Regions from separate parts of the Mus musculus genome. Here regions 1 and 3 are each linked to region 2. The links are chromatin contacts, called in public promoter capture Hi-C maps. All regions are on one chromosome and are shown on one strand. The core of a region is the stretch at or near the end of the contact, and the rest is flanking DNA. Distances in the headings are between cores, read along the strand shown.

Region 1 (2,700 bases), core at 123-2,622, 1.9 Mb before region 2:
AAAAAAAATAGTGTTACTTGAAATTAATTGCCTTCATCTTGAATACAGTTAAGAAACAAGGCTTGCTATTCATACCCCAAAGTTTACAGTGTGGTACAATAACAAGTATTCCATGAGAAAAAAATATTTAACTTTCTGAGTGTTGGGGGAGGGGGGGAACTAATCCTACAAAACAAACAAAAAAACCTCTCCAAAGGTTGGGGTTTTTTTGTTTTTTTTTAAGATGACCTGTGTAGGATAGACCAGATAAACTGTACCCCATCCCTACACAAGACTTTAACTGTTAAATAATTTGAAAGAACAAATTAGACAAAAATTAACTTGTTAGTGGCAGTTAGAGCTACAAGACATGAACCCTGACTGTATGTTCCTCATTGTTTAGGATTCTGATCCCCAAATCTAAGCTGTTCGGTCTTTACTGCTAGCTTCCCACGGCTAAATTCAAAATGAGTTTGAAAGTTCAATTTCTTATGAGTTAAAGCCTGGTAATGAGGGGTACCCCTGAATTCACTGGGAAGAGGAATTGGAGGCTTTTAACTAGCCAGGACAATGGCAGCAGCTGTGTCGGGGGCCCTCTTGTTTTCAACTAAAGTAGACCGACCCTAGTACAATTAAAGCCTAAAAGTCAGTAATACTTTCATTCTCAAAAAGGTAATTAAAGGAATTTGGCCTTTTGCCCAACTGTCTGCCATCCTAGGATCCAAGTTTTGTACGTTTCCTCTTACACTTGGGTGTTTTTGTTTTTTGTTTTTTGCTTTTTTCGAGACAGGGTTTCTTTGAATAGCCCTGGCTGTCCTGGAACTCACTCTGTAGACCAGGCTGGCCTCGAACTCAGAAATCCGCCTGCCTCTGCCTCCCAAGTGCTGGGATTAAAGGCGTGCACCACCACCGCCCAGCACTTAGGTGGGTATTTGTTTTCATTTTGTTATTTCTGTTTTTTTTTTTTTTTAAGAGGACAAAACCACACTTTAATGACCTTGGCCAGGAAGGCAGTATGAAGACGCGAATGGGAAGCTCACACGAAGCAAACTGAAAAATGTGAAAAGTAGAGAAATGGCACTGGGCGGCTTCCCGGTTCCTCCCGGTCCTCATCCCCAGCGCAGCACAGCCCTGAGTGGTAACAGGAATGAAGACCCCAGGCCGGGCCTCTGGACCGCTTTAGCTCTGCCAGGGCCTCTCCGGCAGCCTCCCGGGCTACCCGGCAGGACAGGGCACCGTAGCCCCGGCGCACTCACCGTCGGGCGTCGGAGCAGCGCCATGAGGGCCGCCCTGGCAAGTGCGGACGAGGCACAGCCACTCCGGTCTGCGACACCGTTGGGAGGGTCAGGGCCCCGCCGCTCCGCGTCCACCGCCCGGTCCGCGATTCAAATACCGCGCCGCTGACGCACTATTGGGTAGACGCACGCAGGGCGCGCGCAACCCATTGGCTAGACTGGAAGGCCTTTCTGCACGTTGATTGGCTGGCTTGTATTTGCTTGTCATAGCAACCAGCGAGGCCACCAGGCTTTGTTGTTTCCTTGTCTACAGTCTTATTTTCAAATTCTAGTCCCTGATATTAAATAAAATAATTTTTCCTCCTACTGGAAAAGATTGTCTTAATTTTAGGGGTAGGAGTGGGGAGCCATCACCTAAGGACATATGTCTTTAAAAGTTTGTTCTGGGTTAGGTAGAAGTGGGTTCCAGAGAACTTCCTGGAAATGCTACTTCTGACCTTACTTCCTCTTCCGGAAACGTCTACCTGGGAATTTGGATTGGAATGGTCTGGCAAATGAAGCCATCGTCTCCAGGTCGTTCAGGGCTACAAGATGATTGTGACTCGGATGTGTACTGTATGTGGTCTTCCTAAAACAGATCCCCAGCAGAGTCATAATTCAAACTAGACGTGATTTGTGTGACTTCCAGCACAATACAGTAGAACTCAGAAACTATTTGTCAAATGACGGTGTGATGTGCACAAGATTTCAAAAGAAAAATAATGAGTATCCCAAGTTGTGAACAGTGAGAGACAAGACAGAAAACAAAAACAAAAACAAAAAACAAAACCAGAATATTACCCTGGGGAAAAGACTAGGTAACAACACAGAAAATGGTGCAGTGCCAGCAGAACGACTTGAGATCAGGCTACCCCATCAGTCTTGTTCAAGTCCCTTCTATTGGGAAATAATAAATGCTCCCTCCCCCTTCGCCCAAATCTGACATTTCCAATCTGAGTCTAAAGGAAGAACCAGTGTTGTCCAACACTCCCACCTGAAAAGACAAGGTGGCAGTACTACCCCTCGACCTAAATTACACATGGATATTGGAAACCAAAGGAGCAGAAATAACTATTTATATCCCATTAAGTTCTCTCAAGTACCTGCTAAAGGAAATGAAAGTTCTGTGGCTGCTGACTCTTGGTCCATCATCCTTACAATCACAGAGGTTACGCATAGCTTTCTCTTTCTTGGGAAGCTTTGGTTTGGATTGGGGAAGAAAATGTGCTCTGCAGTTTGTACTATTAGCACATGCTTGTAATAATTCCAGTTACTTGGGAGGCTAAGGCAGGAGGATTTTTTTTTTTCCTGAGACAGGGTTTCTTTGTATAGCCCTGGCAGTCCTGGAACTCACTCTGTAGACCAGGCTGGCCTTGAACTCAGAAATGGCAGGAGGACCTCTTAAACTCATGATTTCAGCACCAATTTGGCAACTCAGACCTATTCT
Region 2 (2,700 bases), core at 113-2,612:
CAATTACTGAATTCTTGGACTTTTTGTCCATAGCCAGCCATTGTTGCTTATAAGTCATTCTAATAACCCCCCTTTCTATGCACATGGATTCATTCTCTAAGTTCAGTTAGAAAACTAATAATATAGGTACCTAACACTGAGATGGTGACTGAATTGCTAACCTCTCACCTGACCACCTGGTGTCTCTTTCAAGGAAGTGATAGGCAGACAAATCCTAAATTCACAATACTGGGCTTAGCCCACCTGCAGTGTCCTCCTTCTGTCTTTCTAATGGATCTTGCTCCTCTCTGGCTTCTAGCCCCCTGTGGTCCTGTTCTGCAGCCCTAGCTCCACTGGCCTCCTATTGGGTTCCCAGATCCCTTCCCTTAGTATCTGCAACTCACTTTATATATGTATCAGCTTTCTGCTTTTGTCCTCTGAAATCTGCTGGTCTCTTTAAACCTTTTGTACCCATTCTCTAAGTATGAAATGTATTGAGCTAGTAATTAAGACTGGAATAAAAGAAGCTTTGATCGCCGAGAGCCTGGTATCTATAGACACTGAGGCTATTTGATAGAAGGTAGCTCATAGTATTTGAGTTTATGTGTATCTGTGTTTTTTTGTCTGTATATATGCCTGTGTGCCACTTTAGTGTCTGGTGCCTACCGAGGCCAGAAGAGGGCATCAGATCCCCTGAACTGTAGTTGTGTGCCACCATGGGGTGCTGCGAACCAAATTAGGGCACTCTAGAAAAGCAACATGGGCTCTTACTCATTTTACATCTCTCCAGCCCTCGTTTTATTGCCTCTTTCTTTCTTCCTTCCTTCCTTTCTTTTTTTTTTTTTTAACAAAATCTGACATCGTTCAAACACACAAATGTCCATCTACATTTCGGACATAACATGGTGTCTGTTTCCTTACAGATCCGACTTACGATGAAGTATTCTTATAAATACATCGGCCATTTTTTTCCACCTCCAATTACGGATTACTATTCATACAATAGGAGTGAAAAAGATACCCAAACAAAAACGTACTTTCCAAAAACAACGTGGTACTATCCTGGAAACTCATCTCCTTTTCCTCTCACACCCTTCCCCATGCCCTTTAACCCTCGCACACGGAGAAGGATGGAACTCACTGCTGAGTGCCTACAAATTCTAGGCCTGAGGCGGCCATGAGCGCCACGGCCTAGCTCAGCCCGGTCCCCGCGTGTCCTCGCCGGCTGCTAGGGCCCGGCCGGCCCGGGCCTTCGAGGTCCGCAGCACGGCGCATATGGCCGCGCTCGCCTCCCGCGTTGGCGGGAAGACTGGGAGCGCGGACGCGCGAGGCCAACCCGGAGCCTACCCATGAGGCACTGCGCCCTGGCTCGCGACAGCCCCCTCCCCCCTCACGGCGCCCAGCAGCCCCGCTCCGCGATGGGAGCCGGAGCGGCCTCGGCGTACACAGCCCGCGCTCCTCCCTCGCCTCCTCCTCTTTCTCCTCCTCCTCAGGGCTCCAGTCAGGCCGAGCCGCTCCGCTCACGGTAAGCGTCCCCCGCCCCGCGCGGCCGCCCGCCCGCCCGCCCGCGAAGGCCCTCCCGCGCGGCCGCGCCGCCGCACTCCGGGGGCGCAGGGTGGGGGTCTCGGGCCGCGGCGCGTCGGCGAGAGCGCCCGGGCCGGGCAGGGCAGGGGCCGGCTGCGCATGGGGCCGGGCCCGCCATCTTGCCGGGCCTGGCGCGGGAGGGTTCCCGGCGCGACGAGGCGAGGCGGCCGGCGGCGCGGCGGCCCACAGTACAGGGCCGCCCAGCCGTCGCCTCGCCTCGTCGCCTCGCCACCGCGCAGATCCTCCCATCGCTTTCTCAGCCCGGCTGTGCTCTCGGGGGACGACTCCCCTCGGTCCTTTGTACCTTGTCCGCGGGTGTGTGTGTGTGTGTGTGTGTGTGTGTGTGTGTGTGTGGCGGAGACCCGAGCTCACAACCCAACCCACTCGACTCTTCACGCAAGAGCAGAACCCCACTGGCGTTCGCCATAACAGCCACAGAGGCCTTACCTTGTGCTAGACGACCGCTCCTATCTAGCCACCTTTCTTGTCAAAGGAATGTCCCCACTCTGCCATAGCCCCGCTATTGTCTACCAGAGGAGGGCTTTGAGGAGAACCGAGCCTGACAGATTTTCCAGCTGTGCGTTGCAGGTTTCACTTAATAAACCACAAACGAGTGGTCGCGCTGAGGTTTTAGCCTGCGCAAGAAGATGGTGTTTTCACGACCAACCTGCATTTGTAACCCGTTAGGAAAGAAATATGCTAGGAAAAAAATGGACGTTAACCTGCTGCGAGCATGGAGACTTTTGGCTTCACGAAGAAAAAAAATTTTTTTTTTAAATAGTCCGCCATACTTAAACATTTGGCTTTATTTTCAAGTTTGGACTGAATCATCTAAATACTTGGACGTCTTTTAGTGCCCTTAACCATAAATTCACACGATGGAAGTAAGAGTTTGAAGGTACAAAACCCTTCCCTTGGCATCTGTGTGCTATCTTGTTTTGAGAGATGACTGTACCAACTCAAGTTGTTTGGATGTAACTGATAGGGTGAAGGGACCGGGTTGGAGGACCTTGTGCTTTTTGATGGTCCACCATCTGCACTAAAGCCATCCTTGAGTTTGAGTGGTTGTATCTGTCATTGGTGTCAATGTTTACCTTGGGCTACTTTCGGAGACGTTTTTGTTGGCAGAGCAGTTTT
Region 3 (2,700 bases), core at 190-2,689, 1.6 Mb before region 2:
GAGTACATAAGGCAGAAACAGCGCATGTGATAAGCAACATGTCTGCAGGTTACTCAGAATAGACACTTTACAAAAGGAAAAAGAAATAACAGCATTCAGTTACTCTGTATTGATTTTATATGCTTCAGTAGAAACGAATGGACAGGACAATCATGATGATGTGGGAAGTTCTGACTGCAGTATTGAGTTTAGTAATGTGAAGCAAAACAACAATTCATTTTTCAAAACAATTAAAATAAGTATATTCCTTAAGTAAGGTGTGACGGTGCATGGAAGATGGGAGGAATCAGAAGTTCATGTTTACCCTTGGCCTCATAACCACTCAAAGAATAACCTGGGATAATTAGATGAGAGATGGGAGATGGGGGTGGGAAAAGTATTCTCATCTTTATTTCTGTTTTCTTTAAAAACCACATTATCTACATTAACAATGTAGGTTGTAGAAAATATATAGGGCGGAAGTAAAAGGTTTGCAATTTATTCTTATTATCAATAATATAAACTCATATTCTTTGAGTCAACCGAAGCAGAGTTAAGTATGATGAAGACGTTGTAGTTCTTTTTTTTTTTCATTTATTCATTCGCGTTACATCCGAAGAGCAGCCCCGCTCCTCTCCTCCCAGTCCCACCCTTACAAATCCCTCCTCCCATTACTCCTAAAGTTGTAGTTCTTGAATACGAGTATAAAGAATCAAAGCGAGTAAATGAGAAGTCAAATACCGGTTTTGTAGAAGTTGGCATGAAGGAGGTATGAGGGAAACAGACTAACAAGCGAGCATTTTCTGAGCTGGAGACTAAGGACCACCGGCTTATTTATTTATTTATTTATTATTATGGCTAAGGCCTAGTAGGTGACATACATTTGCTAATGGTTCGGGAAGATACCCCTTTGGGTATTTTTTTCTTCCTGTTGGATCTTTCCTTTTATGTTCCCATCAGAGCTGTGTATCGCGGCTAAAATCATGGTTTGCTGGGACTGCTTTTGTTTACTTGGCAGCTGCAGAGCTTCAAAAGAAACAGATAGAGAAGCAAGGAAAACCTCTAGTTTTTTGGAGGCGAAGAAGCCGAAAGCCCTTCTTGACAGCTTCGGGGTAGGGTGTGATTCCAAGAGACAGTCCTTAACAGCTGGAAGAACCAGGTAGCACTTTCACAGGGAAAAGAGCGCTCCCGCCCGGGGCGGTGGGCGGAGTCTCCAGCGGCCCCGCCCTCCCAGGCCAATCCCTGCTCTCCGCCAGCGGACAGGAAGCAGCGGCGGGGCCTAGCGGCCCGGGCGCTCGCCTCGGCACGCATGCGCATTATCCCGGGGCGCTTGGGGGAGCAGGGCGGGGCGGGAGGCAGGGGTGCGGCCTCGCGAGTGTATTGGGTGCCGTCGCGTCACGTGGCGAGAAAGGAGGCGGAGGGCCGCGGCTCAGGGAAGGGGCTGAGACCAGGCGAAGAGCGAGGGCAGGGAAGCGGGGAAGGGAGGAAGGAAGAGGCCGAGGGGGAGGGAGGGCCCTGTTTTGGCGGAGCAGGGCGCGCGGCTGGGCCCCTGAAGTGGAGCGAGAGGGAGGCGCTTCGCCGGGTGCCACTGCCGGGGAGGCTCGTCGGGACCCAGCGCCGGTCGCGGCTCCCTCAGGATCGATGCACCGCGGTTAACCCGTGAGGAGGCGGCGGCCGGGGAAGATGGTGTTGCCGACAGTGTTAATTCTGCTCCTCTCCTGGGCGGCGGGGCTGGGAGGTGAGACACGACCCCGGGCGGCGACGGAGCGGCGGTCGGTCGGGCCGAGCGCAGCGTCGCGGAGCCGGGCCGCGCGTGTCAGGTCTCCTCGGCTTCTGTCAGCTCTCTCAGCTCGCCTCAGCCGACCCCGAGCGACGCTCCCCGCGCGCTATTGTCCCTCGCGCGCCCCGACCGCGCTCCCGCCGGCGGCGGCCCGAGCAGGCTGCGGAGCCCCGGGCCAGGCCTTCCCCGCCCCCACGGCCCGGCGGCCCTGCCTGCCCGGCTTCTCGCGCCGCTTTCCCCGGGAGCGGCGGAGCCCAGGCCAGCCGCCCTCGCGCACTCCGCAGCCACCTCAGCCCTGCCGGGGTCCGAGCCCCGGGACCGCGCAGACTCGCAGCAACTTGCGAGGTTGGCAGCGCGGCGGGAGCATTGTTCTGCAAGCGAGCGAGCGGACCCGGGCCGGGTGTCGGACGCCGGTGTGCGTGTCCCACCCGAGTGCCTTCCCTCCGCCTCGTGCTCTTTTCGGAGTGTTTGTAGCCAGCGCGCCGGAGGTTGTGTGTGTGTGTGTGTCTGTCGTTCTGTCTGTCTGTCTTCTGTCTCCCCGGGGCAAGACTTTAGTTGACTGAGGAGAAGGGCAAGCCGTTTTAGGATGCTCTTCGATCCATCTGTCTTTTTGAGTTGAGTCCACAGAGAAGCAAGACCGACCCTTCCTGGGCGAACCAACTTGCAGAGTTTTCTTAAACTCTCAGGTGGAGCAGACGTACTGCTTAGTCAGAGGATTGTCAGGGCTGTGCTCCCTCCCCCTGCAAATTGGAGTTCACTGTTGCTTCAAGTTTCCTGATGCTTCGGGTTTGAGACAGCGGTATTTCATTCCCAGGCTTTCCTAGGACAGGTTGCATGATTATTTTGTTCCTATGAGAAAGTGCTTTACCATAGGTAAGCTAATTTGCCGCCCAAGTGTCTGGAGAGAGGTTAGCTTAAAAGCATTGAATTGGAAACAACCC

The links. Promoter capture Hi-C pulls out the DNA fragments that hold promoters and counts their contacts. Capture Hi-C pulls out chosen DNA fragments and counts their contacts.
Region 1: a contact with region 2 is called in a promoter capture Hi-C map of erythroid cells, with 16 times the contacts expected there. The contact joins the promoter of Ccnb2 here to the promoter of Zfp280d in region 2. A contact is called at or near these places in 2 of 39 promoter capture datasets (erythroid cells and pre-B cells).
Region 3: a promoter capture Hi-C map of liver shows a contact between it and region 2, with 4 times the contacts expected there. The contact joins the promoter of Adam10 here to the promoter of Zfp280d in region 2. A contact is called at or near these places in 1 of 39 promoter capture datasets (hippocampal neurons) and 2 of 9 other capture datasets (adipose tissue and liver).

What each region holds. Positions count from the first base shown.
Region 1 is chr9:70,420,182-70,422,881 of GRCm38.p6, forward strand. Ccnb2 (cyclin B2) reads right to left here and starts at 1,373. Exons shown (of 9, transcript NM_007630.2): 1 at 1,236-1,373. The coding sequence starts at 1,259.
Region 2 is chr9:72,273,526-72,276,225 of GRCm38.p6, forward strand. Zfp280d (zinc finger protein 280D) reads left to right here and starts at 1,363. Exons shown (of 22, transcript NM_146224.5): 1 at 1,363-1,504.
Region 3 is chr9:70,677,543-70,680,242 of GRCm38.p6, forward strand. Adam10 (a disintegrin and metallopeptidase domain 10) reads left to right here and starts at 1,440. Exons shown (of 16, transcript NM_007399.4): 1 at 1,440-1,717. The coding sequence starts at 1,663.